Linked DNA regions of Ovis aries: region 2 is linked to region 1. A link is a contact called in public Hi-C data. All regions are on one chromosome and are shown on one strand. The core of a region is the stretch at or near the end of the contact, and the rest is flanking DNA. Distances in the headings are between cores, read along the strand shown.

Region 1 (5,911 bases), core at 3,300-5,799:
ATGTTGACAACTAATTCAAATTAAGGCGTGGAGCCTAAATGAGTCAGTCTCTCAAGGTTAACCTTCACAATAAATCATTTCTCTCACTGCCCCACCTTGTGGACAAACAATGGAAATTGTCTAGAGCTAAAGCACAAATCTGTTACAATACACCGACTAAAAAATGATTATACAGGTAGGGGGAATCTGTTGTATAGCACAAGGAACTCAGTTCAGTGCTCTGTAGAGACCTAGATGGGCCGGACTGGGGGTGGGATAGCAGGAACATCTGGGAGGGAGAGGATATACGTATACATACATCTGATTAACTTGGTTGTACAGCAGACGCTAACAACACTGTAAGGCAACTATTAATATACCCCAATTAAAAAATTATAACAAATCCCAATGTATACAAGGTCAAGAGTTCATCTAAATAAGGTAAAATTTTGTCCAAGGCAACTACCAAACCAAATGTAACATCAGGATGTGGTTCAGGAGCTCAAGCTCTTGTGGACAGCCCAATTTTGTTCAGTCCGAACCTTTGCTTAGCACCTACTATGTCCTCGGTACTAAGGCTGCGTTATAGTCACATCCCATTAGGAGACACAGTCTTCCTGCATTTAACATCCATGCCAGCCCCATTCTTCTGCCGCGTATCACTCACTTTCACTTACCTTATTAGTTCCAGAAATGCACCACACATAAGCACTCTCCCATCTGGTCTTACAATCTTTACAGTGAAAATAGCCATATTTGGGTTCTAAAAACTGCAAATAAGGAGGAAAAATCCTTTACTATCTTGAGGGGTCAAAAGTGAAAGTGAGAAGTCACTCAGTCGTGTCCAACTCTTTGTGACCCCATGAGCTGTATACAGTCCATGGAATTCTCCAGGCCAGAATACTGGAGTGGGTAGCCTTTCCCTTTTCCGGGGGATCTTCCCAACGCAGGGATTGAACCCAGGTTTCACGCATTGCAGGCGGTTTCTTTACCAATTGAGCCACAAGGGAAGCCCTGAGGGATGAGGGGGGCAGGAGGATAAAAAGCCAGATCCTGCTATCCTTATGGTTTTTGTATAAGCAGAAAACAGGAAGCCTCCTTAACCTCACTCATAGCTATTCTCAAGGTCAGCACATGAACTCAGCTGTCAAGGACTGATTACTCTGGGACTTTTCTAGCTTCTCTCAGGCTTTTCCAATCTGTTTTCCCCAAGGCCATGAGCACCAGCTGCACAAAGTAAAGATCTGATCACATACTTCACAAACCCCAAACCCCTCTTTTGCCTCATTTGCAACAGCTATGGTTCCCAAACTTTTGGGGTTTCACAGGCTTAAAGTTGGCTCCTCATTTTACCAAACAGCTAAAGAAACAAAGCAAAAACACAGGGACTTCCCTAGTTGTCCAGTGGTTAAGAATTTGCTTTCCAATACGGGGAGGTGGGTTGGACCTCTAGTGGGAAACTACTGAGCCAGGGGCTCTAGAGCACGAGCGGCAACTAGAGAAAAGCAGGCGCGCTGCAAGGAATGATCCCGTGAGCCGCCAGTCAGACCCAAAGCAGTTCAGTCAATAAATAAATTTAAAAAACCCACACAGGACATGTAAAATACATGTTTTCAGAACTTCCTCTCTCCTTTATCAAATAAAGGGAGGAAGCGCAAGAAGATTCTGCTCTCATGGGGCCAGAAATGGCGGGGGAAAAAAGGGTAAGGCTAAGGGAGAGAAAGCTCACCTGGAAGTTGGGCCTCCCAAGCGGCTGGCTGGAGTCAACCGGGGCCAGCTTGCTCTTCCTCTCCCGAGGACTCGAGGAGTCTTCCTCCAACAGCTCCTCACGCGGCTGGAGTTCCTCGGGGGGATCCTCTTCCGACCTTGGTGGTGGTGATGGTGGTGGCAGTGGCGGGGGCGGCTGGCCAGCCTCGGGAGGACCCGAGAGCGCCTGCCGCAGTTGCACCTGGCCCCAGTGGCCGGGCACCGGCGAAGAGACGCCCCAAGCAGACGCAGGTGCACTGTGGCCTGCGCTGGCCCAGGGGGAGAGGCTGTCCAGGGTGCGAGGCCCCAGAGAGCACTGCACAGATTTGCCCACCCGGAGGCTCACCTGCACACCCACATCTTTGGTGTTGGCCTTGCGCAGCCGCAGGCTCAGGCCGGGGTTCATATGGGAGAAAACGGCCATAAGCTGGGCTCTCTTGTAAGGGTCCATGCAGCAGTCGGAGGCACTGGAGGGCATCAGTAGCCTGGGCCTGGCCAGGAAAGTGGGGGGAACATTGGTTTGCCTCCAGAGCGGTTGTCCGTGCTCAGAGAGTCCAGACTGGCCCAAACGCAGCATGTTCCCATAGCCGGGGTACAAGCTGTAGGGAACACAGAAGACACGCTCCATCCGACCACCTGGCGCCCAGGCGCAGCGCAATATCCCGAGGCAGTTTGTTTCAGGCCTTGTTTTGTCTTCCACCTTCACCCGCCCCCTTTTTCTCCAGGTCACGTTGGTTCACGTTCTTCCGGAGCTTCTCCATTTATTTCAGATTCTGATGAGTGCTGCTGCCTATTACCCAAATTGGAGGAGGGAAGGCGATATCCCTACATTGAGGCCTAATTGCCACCTGATCCCTAATTGGGCTCTCTGCCTCTCAATTCACTGCTCTTGAATCTTTTTTTTTCAAAGCTGTTTTTCATTTAACTTCTTATTCACACACATGCTTTAATTAGTAATTCTAATTTATTCCTATGCATGCATAGTCTTCAGTCATCCAACTCTTGGTGATCCTATGAACTGCAACTCACCAGGCCCCTCTGTCCATGGGATTCTCCAGGCAAGAATACTGGAGTGGGTTGCCGTGCCCTTCTTCCCAACCCATGGATCGAACCCAGATCCCCTGCATTGCAGGTAGATTCTTTACCATTTGAGCTACCAGGGAAGCTCCAATTTATTCCTATACTGACTTACAATTTCAGAGACTGTGTTTTAAAAATAAAAAAGATTGAATACAAGCAGCAAAATTTGAGCTGCCGCACTATTAGAGTGAGCATAAAGAAGACAGTGTTATGGCAGGATGCATAAATATAAAAAACCTGGTTCTGCAGCAGCAAGAAGCATAGTTATGGGGGTTGGCGGGACAGTGTATTTAGTGAAAAAATAGATTTCAGAGGGTTGTATAACATGCCAACCGTTCTCATTAGTCCACTCTAGTGAGAATTCTCCCCAAAAGGGGAAAAGCAGCAAACTGTTCTTAGAGGTTAAACGCAGACTTAATCACAGGATAGTTAAGTATCTTAAGTAAAAGACTTGAACTGAAACTTGCGCACTGCATGCTAAATCGCTTCAGCAGTGTTCCACTCTTTGCAACCCCATGGACAGTAGCATGCCAGGCTCCTCTGTCCACCTGGGCCTTGTTTACTAGACAACTTACTCAACTGGATGATTCAGTTTCCCCATTTGACAATACCAGAAAATTTATAAGATTATCATAAGGTTAAACGTAATATTACTTATAAATCAACTGGATGATTCGGTTTCCCCATCTGACAATACTCAAAAATTTTTAAGATCATAAGGTTAAAGGTGATATTACTTATAAAGCATAAAGAATAACTCACAGATGCTCATTAAGAGGTAGCTGTTATTGGCTAAAGATCACAGGCCTGGGTATCTGTGCTATTTAGACCTAGATGATCATAAGCTTTTGTATCTATGTGTATTGCAAAGGTGTCTACAGCCAAGGATAATGATCAAACTAAAATGACACCTCAGGTACCAAGTAAATGGCACCCTTTTTCGAATCCAAAGTTGCTTTCACTGTTCGTCGGTCAGGAGCCTTTGGATAGTAGCAAGGCCTATGAGCCACTATCACCTTCAGAATCCAGTTGAAAGCTTTCGAGATCCTACAGTAAACACCTGAATTAAGCCTTGTGCTAGCCATAGCCCATACTCTGTGAGTGAGACTGCTGTCTTCCAGGGCAGTTTCAAGAGCAAGTCAGGCACAAAACAGGTGCTTAGTATCCTAGGAGCGTCAAGGATACGTCAAGGATACTACGGAAGCCTGCAGGAGGAAGTATTATCCAAAACTACAGGAGACTTGAGATAGGCTTAACAACTTTTCAAGCCGGGAGAGTCTCAGAGGTTTTTGAAATTCTGCTGCCCAACAGCAACACGCAGTCTATAACCAATGTACGCTGGCTTCAAATCTCAGCCCCTTCCACTCTATAGGGAGCTCTCCGTTGGGCAAGAAGTCATCCGCACCGACTGAGCACTGTGGGGTTTTCTAACGTCTGCCCACTTTGGGCGACGCCCTCTTAGTAGAGAACAAAGACTTCACAGACCGCAGGCCGCGTCGGGGGCGGGGGCGGCCATCCAAACGAGAGACGGAGCGGAGGAGGGGGAAGGCAGGGCGTATACATGGGGCGTGGTCCCTCCAAACAGCGCGGCTTGGTACTCTGAAGGCTCGGAAGAAGAGAACGAGCATCCCGGCTCTTTCTTTAGCGACTCCGGACTGACGCGAGGTTTATCCCTGGCCACAAGCGGCAGCACTGACGGCGCGGCCACAGTCTGATTCCGGTGGGCGTTTACGCTGCGTGCTGCGTCATGGCGTCATCGCGTGACATATCCCGAGAGCGGGCTTTTGGCGCGAGAATCTGAAACCCGGTGGGTGGAGGTGCGGCTGCTGAAGTTTGCTGTCTGGGGCGGTGGGTGTCCGCGAAGGAGCTTGAGCGATCCCGTTTCTTATCTGAGTACCTGTGCGTTGTTCAGCTCCTCTGGCCAAAAACATAAACCAGCTTCACCTCTGAAGGCGGTTAGTGTTGGCAGGGGTGGAGAGTGGAGATGGGCAGCCTTACGCGGTCTCAGGCAGCGGGGAGCGCCTCCGGTGCTCGGGTGGGAGCCGAGCCTCCTGCCCTCACTGGTCCTTTCCCGTTCCGCACCGACAGGGGGAAGGGATCAGGTCCTCGGCCGGAGGCTCCAGTCCCGCCCCTTCCCGGGGACTCCTTGGCCCAGCTTCGGGCGCCGCTCGGCCCACATGTCCCAGGCTGAAATTTCCTTCATTGGAATCACGATGAAGTTACTTTACCGGAATATTGCTGTTTTGGAAAATGTTTCATAGCCTGTGGCACATTGTATCTGCCTCATCGCTTAGTCCCCAGGTAGTTGCTGTATTAACGAAAATTTACTGATTGGGAATTGTTTCCCGGTGTTTATCTAATAGCCCTCTGCTAACTGCGCAGCCACTGGCCACACGTGACTAGTTAATGAAGATTAAATAATAATTTAAAATTCTGTTCTTGAGCAGACTTGCCACAGTTGAGATGAGTCATGTGGCTAATGGCTGCTCTATTGGACTGCACAAATACAGAATACTTACTTGCCCGCGGTGAGTTCGATTCTTGTCTTAAACAATGTAGCTTCAGGCAGGTTTACCTCTTCCGGTTTTACCTCAGACTCACTTAGCAAGGACTGCATACGTGTGAAGTGTGTTTTGGTGTTCTCTTTTGCAGACTCACCAAACTTTGAAGGAATAGTGTAGATAAAAATGCCGATTGGATGCAAAGAGAGGCCAACTTTTTTTGACATTTTTAAGACGCGATGCAACAAAGCAGGTATTAACAGTTTTTTATATGAATTGATCTTTTACATAGAGAAAAATGTTTTCAGAAAAATGTGTAATTATACATGCTTGTTGAAAAGAATCCAGTGCTTAACGTTTTTGTTTACACCATAAACTGTGCTTTATGAAGTCATAAATCAGAAAAGTAATCATTTACAGTTAACCAAATGATCGGTGTAGAACCTGTGGTGGATAAAGAGGAAACTGGCCCCTTGATGAGTGGCACTGTTTTTAAAGCAGAGACTTTCTAGCAAGTTAGAAGCATTAGTAACATAATAGCAGAAGTTGTCAGTTCTCCTTACACTCGTAAAATGATTGAGGACTGAGAGTATTTGTTTATCTAG
Region 2 (6,273 bases), core at 3,390-5,889, 99 kb before region 1:
GGATCGAACTTGGGTCTCCTACATTGGCAGGAGGATTCTCCACCACTGAGCCACTAGGGAAGCCCTAGAAGTCTTAACTATGTATATTGTAGATGTTTTTAAGGCAGTTGCATAAAAGGGGCAAGAATAATACATGAGATTTTTCTTTCTGCTTTCCAGATTGCAGACAGTGCTAGTTTATCCCATTGTTCTTATACAGACATTTTCTCTTTTTCTTAACTCTTAAATCTTTTATTTTTCTGAGCCTTTATTTTCCTCTTGAAAATTCCTTTGGTTCCCTGTTGTTTTGAATTAAATCAGCAAACCAGATTTTTAATACCATGGCATGTGGCCCGCAATTCTCTCCAGGAAGCCAGAGCTTAATACGGTAGAACTAAGCTGCTCCTCATCATTTCAAAGAATCTTTCTGATAACTTAAATTGATTGGCCTGTGTCTTTTCAAACAAGTTTTCCTTGAAATACATTTTTTTGATAAAAACTTCAAACTAGTGCTTCAGTTCATTTTAATCCACTTTTTAAAATCTATGCCAACAATCATTCTTATTTGCAACAGTTGATAGCATGACAGCACTGTACCTGAAAATTGTGAATCTACTTCAGTGCCTGCTTTGAACGGATGCCATTGTGGTGTACATTTATCATGGATTTTATGTTAGATCAAAGTTACTTCAAAAGGCTGCTTTTGCATCTCCTCGGAATAAAATCTATAATAGGCCTTCCTGCTGTTAATGGCTCAAATGCCCCATATTCACGTGTCTCCTTTTGTATCTTCTCTAATCCAGGGTTTCCACTGAATGTCTTATGTCTTCTGCCCCAGCTGATACAGCATTTTGAAAACCCCAACCAGTTCTGTAAGGATGTAGCTGAGAGAATCGCTCAGGTATGCCTTAAGGCTTCACCCTCAGGCAGATCCAAGACCCAATGTTGGACAGCGGTTACCAGGCGTGGGGTGATACGTTTCATAAACCTGAAGAGACTAACTGATATCACTAGTAATTCACATTTCTGGGTGGCTGAGTCACATGGTCATTTCATTATTGAGAAAATAAGTGGGAAAAAAAACTGGTGAAAATTAAATGACTAAGTATTCTGCAGCTGCCCCCAAAAATGTATCGATCAGTTTTCCAGGCTGCTAGGGCTTAGAGCAAAATTGCTAACATTTCTTCCTTATTCATCAGGCTGTTGTATCACTAGTTGACTTTCTTCTCATAAAAGGTTTGTTTGGAAGAGAAGAACCCCAAACTTTCCAATCTTGCACACGTCATGACTCTTTATAAAACACACAGCTACACGAGGGACTGTGCCACGTGGGTCAATGTGGTCTGCCGGTACCTTCATGAAGCCTATGCTGACATCACCTTGAATATGGTTACCTACCTGGCAGAGGTAAGTTCCTGAATTGAGGATAAAGTCTATTGTAGTTTCTATGGGTAAAATAGTGGGCTTCCCTCATAGCTCAGTTGGTAGAGAATCTGCCTGCAATGCAGGAGACCCAGCTTCTATTCCTGGGTCGGGATGATCCCCTGGAGAAGGAAATGGCAATCCACTCCAATATTATTGCCTGAAAAATCCAGTGGACAGAGGAACCTGGCAGGCTGACCAGAATCAGACAAAACTTAGTGACTAAGCCATCACCACCACCATGGGTAAACTATGTATGTGAAACTGATAAGAGCCTTAACCTCATTTATTCATCATGTATTCACTTACTATGTATTATCATAGATGCTGTATAGAATCAGTTAAAACAACTGATGCTCACAATAACTCAGTGATTACAACAGAGAACCTGAGAATCAGCGGGTTTAGTAATCTACAAGTGTAAGGTGTCACAGCAGCCTTTGAAATGATATATAGCTGCCTCCAAAGCGTAAACTCCTTTTTACTACCCTGGTACCTGTCAGCACATGCCAGAGACAGGAAGATTTTCTTCAAATTATTCTGGTGTTCAATCTTATTTAAGGACTTAACTATGTTTAATGGTTGTATGCTCTGAACTCATTAACAAAGCATATATTTTTGAAGATGCTCATTTTTCCACACAATAGATTTGTTAACGGATCAGTCCTTTTGGCCACTTTCGATGTGGAATCTCAGCATTTCTCTGAATCACTTCTATTATCTTTTAGTTTTGAACAGTAACTTTTTTCATTATGTCTGTTACAGCAATTTGCTTATTATTTTCCTTTCCTTTTTGAAAATATCATTGACTTCTTTCTTGATTATAAAAGCAGTATGTGTTTGTAGCAGAAAATTCAGAAGGTACAGAACAGTAAAAAAAAAAAAAAGAAAGAAAGAAAGAAAAATCATCCAAAATAATTTAAATTATCCAGAGAGAAACACTAGTAAGATTTTGTTGGGTGTCCTTACTGTGTTATTTGTCTAACACACACCCATTTACATCAGTGTTAGCATCATTTATTATATAGAAACTATATATTCCTTCTTTATTATTTCACTTAATATAGCTAATATCTTTTACTGTCTTTAAAAACATTCTATTGAATACATAGTATTTCATCATATGGATTACCATAATTTATGTATCCGTGTCCCTAGTGTTTGATTTTTAAATTGCTCACAGAGCTTTCTTGTTTTGTGTGGGATTTTTCTCTTTTTTTAACCATTATAACTAATGCCTTGGTGAAATCTCATACTTAAATCTTAGTATCTGTCTCTAGGTTTGGAAAAGTTCCTAAAAATGTAATTATTATTTCAAAAGATATGAACCCTTTTAGTTATCTTGATCTCAATTGCCAGATTATCCAAGTTAACATTTCCACCAATGATTTCTACCCTTTCCTATATCCTCCCTGGTTCTGTCATCAATTTGATAACTTATAAATGTATCTCTTTTGTTTTCATTTGTAATTTTCAGTCACTGTTGGTGTTTGATGCTTTCCTTTTGAGGTTTATTTTGTATTCCATTGTGTGAATTTTTTTAGGTCTTTAAAAAAATTTTTATAAGCATTTTTCTTTTTAAAAGAGCTTTTATTTACTTATTTATTAGGCTGTGCTGCATGGCATTGTGGGATCTTAGTTTCTCGAGCAGGAATCACACCCTGTGCCCCTTGCTGGGGAAGCACAGAGTCTTAACCACAGGACCACCGGGAAATCCCTGAATATTATGTTTATATATCAGACCTACAGCATTGCCTTTGATAACATCTCCACCTCTTCAGTAGTTAGGATTTTCTTTTCCCTTCTAAGGAAATGTGCAGTCATAAAGGTACTAGGAGGCCTTGGTGCTTCTGTGTGGAAATCTGGTGTCAGATGACTCACCCTGCGCGTTGCCCCCACAGCTTCTGGAGAAGGGCCTCCCCAGCATGCAGCAGCCCCTCCTGCAGGTGATCTACAGCCTGCTCAGCTACATGGACCTTTCTGTCGTTCCTGTAAAGCAGTTCAACGTGGAAGTTCTGAAGACCATTGAAAAATACGTGCAAGTGAGTATTGAACCAGGATGTTTCCAGACAGTCATTCCAGAAAGACAGCTTTTGCACGGAGCTTGTACTTGGCCACAGTTATATGGGTGCCAGGCTACGTGTTCATTTATCGATGTCCATAACACACTGAGAGCGGCCAAGATGGTGGCTGACCACCACCCTGAGTGGCTTCCTGAGGAGAAAGACAGGACCAGGCCGCAGTGCGTTCCTGAGCCTTCAGAGGACACGTCTCTGAAAGCATGTCCCGGCTTGGGGGGCAGGGGCAGGGTCTTGTTTGAGGGTTCTATTTCAAAGGAGAAGGAAGAAGCAACTTGTGTGTGCCTGGTTCTAGATCAGGTGTTTTAGATGAGAAGGGTTAATTCAGAGGTGAAAATTGTCACTTAGGGTCGAAGGAACTAAGGCTAAGAAATCGGCATACTTATACTTGAAAATACTCCAAAAAACAAAACATACTGTGTACTTGGTGAGTTTCAGAGTTCAAGGACAAATGCTCGGTTTTCTCTGGTTAAACTCATTGACTAAGCCTGACAATCTTAAACATTTTTTCCCAATCTTCACTTCACCAGTCACGTTACTTGCAGAATTTGCAAATGCTAAAAATGATTTTCAAGCTTTTTTTTTCTCCACGTGGCATTGCTCCAATAACAGTTGTACCATGTGGTAGGTGTTCGTTATTGCTTTCTCACTTGACACTCACGAGAGACAGAGGGTCAGTTCACATCTTGCCCCTTGTTAAAAAAAAAAATTGTTTTGTTAGACTACCTGTTCTTAGTCCTGTGGATCATCCCTGGTTCTTGAGATCTTATCTTGAATGGTGGCTAATTTCATATCAAACCATGACCTCCCTTGTGCAGAATTTGACAATGAAGGGAATGCGTTTTACTTCATGTGCTTTATTCCAAGTCCTAGGCAAATAATAACGTTTATCAGGCTGATTATCCGTGTGCAGTAGTTTTATGGGAGAAGTGTCTCGGTCTGCCTGGGAGTCGTCAGAGACACAAAGATGGTGAAACACAGTGAGACTTAGAGAAGAGTAGGACTTTGATAAGCAAGGAGAGGAAGGGCATTCCAGGATGAGCGAATAGCATGAGGAAAAGCGCAGAGGTTAGTGACATCGGCCGCTCTGGCGAATTCCAGGGCAGATTACCCATGTAGGGCTTGCTCAAAGAGTGTGGACTCCTCCTTGTCCACCAGGGGGAGCTCCTGAAGATGTTTAAGCAGGGAAGTGGCTTGAGCTGAAGATTCTGGAAAGATCACTGTAGCTGGAATGGGTTTGATGGACCCAAGGAGAGGCTGCAAGTGGGGAAACCAGTTAAGAAACCACTGAAATAGTCCAGGGAGGATTCAGCTGAGTCCGTGCCAACAGGAATGGAGGTGGGCAGGGGTAGGGGTCAGATTCTCAGGAGGGAGGGAAGAGGGGGTGAAGAATGGTTCCCAGACTCCCGGGTTAGGTCATGAGAAGGCTGAGGGCAGAGGTCAGATGCCCAGGAAGCAAATGGAACAGAAAGAGCCAGAGAAGCAGGGAGCGTGGGTGGAAACTGGAGGCAGGGAGAATCTTGAGGAGTGAGGAGACAGTAGCATATCTGCAATGAAGGGTGGAGATTTTTTGTTTTATTTTGCTTTTCAAATTAAGGAAGTACCTCATTAGCAAAAGCGGTACCTTGTTATTTTAGCCTTCTGTTTATTTAAATGTGGACAAAACTGGGTTTTTTTATTTGCTTATTTCCTAAATGTAGCTCCTCTTACAGATAAATTATCTTTTTTATGTCATTTGCCTTTTACTTACTAAAGAATTTCCTGTACTGTTTTAAATTAGTGAGTTCTGACAGGTCATGAGGAGTGTTAGTAGCTAGGAGCATGTTAGTTTTTTTTAATGAAATAATTTTTTAAGTATTGACTGACTGTTTCATTTCCTTCAGAGCATTCACTGGAGAGAAGCTTTGAATATTTTGAAGCTGGTGGTTTCTCGATCTGCCAGCCTAGTTTTGCCTTCCTACCAACACAGTGACCTCTCAAAGATAGAAATACATCGAGTGTGGACGAGCTCATCCAAGGAATTACCTGGAAAAACCCTAGACTTCCACTTTGATATTTCAGAGGTATGTTAACTGTTTCCATAAACTTTAGCATGAATACACAGTGGCAAAGTTCAAAACTAGCCGCCTAGAGAAGGGGAGGCTTACATTTATGTCAAATGAAAGCTTCTAAGGCCTAATGAGGTTCTGTTTATTCTCTTTTTAAGAACACATTCACAGGGGCTCTCACTTGGCAGCTTTTAAAAATAGAAGCTAGCCTCAGTTATATAAAAACGATTCCACAGAAAAGACAATTTTTAAATGGAATGATCTTAAACATTTTAAACCATGACCTTCACTCATTCTTTATCTGACTGCTGCCACGTCCTGTCTGGTATCTGCAACCTTGTTTCCTGAACTGTAGCCAAACCAGTGAATGACCGAGATTTATGGAATCTGCCCTTATGGTCATTCCCCCAAGCCACACTGCTTTTTTTCTTTAATAATTTTTTTAAGTTGATATGTTGTATTTTCATTTTTATTAAGTTCCAATTTTTTGGGTGGGGTCACATGGCATTCAGGATGTTAGTTGCCCAACCAGGGATCAAACCCACGGCCCCTGCAGTGGGCACATGGAGTTCTAAAAACTGGACCATCAGCGAAGTCTCCCACAATGCTTTTTACAATACCACTATTTAAATTCTTAGCTTAAGAAAGAAGGGAATGTGGAGAGAAGAGACATATGAACCGAACTAAGGAGTCAGGAAGAAAAGAGGACACGAAATAGTCCGATTTACCTGCTGGTCCATGAACAA

What was found. A called contact is a pair of places that touch in the nucleus more often than the background predicts.
Region 2: a contact with region 1 is called in a Hi-C map of liver, with 4 times the contacts expected there. The contact joins the enhancer-like site here to the promoter of ZAR1L in region 1. A contact is called at or near these places in 8 of 16 Hi-C or Micro-C datasets (blood, hypothalamus, liver and 4 more).

What each region holds. Positions count from the first base shown.
Region 1 is chr10:28,968,219-28,974,129 of ARS-UI_Ramb_v3.0, reverse strand. It overlaps ZAR1L (zygote arrest 1 like), which reads right to left and starts at 4,549. Exons shown (of 8, transcript XR_009595259.1): 1 at 1,709-4,549. It overlaps BRCA2 (BRCA2 DNA repair associated), which reads left to right and starts at 4,571. Exons shown (of 27, transcript XM_042254798.2): 1 at 4,571-4,612; 2 at 5,458-5,559. The coding sequence starts at 5,493.
Region 2 is chr10:29,067,332-29,073,604 of ARS-UI_Ramb_v3.0, reverse strand. It overlaps FRY (FRY microtubule binding protein), which reads left to right. Exons shown (of 64, transcript XM_042254804.2): 47 at 783-880; 48 at 1,216-1,386; 49 at 3,303-3,443; 50 at 5,363-5,542. Among named protein-coding and RNA genes, the nearest start is that of ZAR1L, 100 kb to the right of the region's middle. Within about 2 kb of position 4,639, at least 7 of the 54 cell types and tissues checked have an H3K27ac peak or open chromatin away from gene starts, as enhancers often do. A contact at or near this core is called in liver, where this site is marked.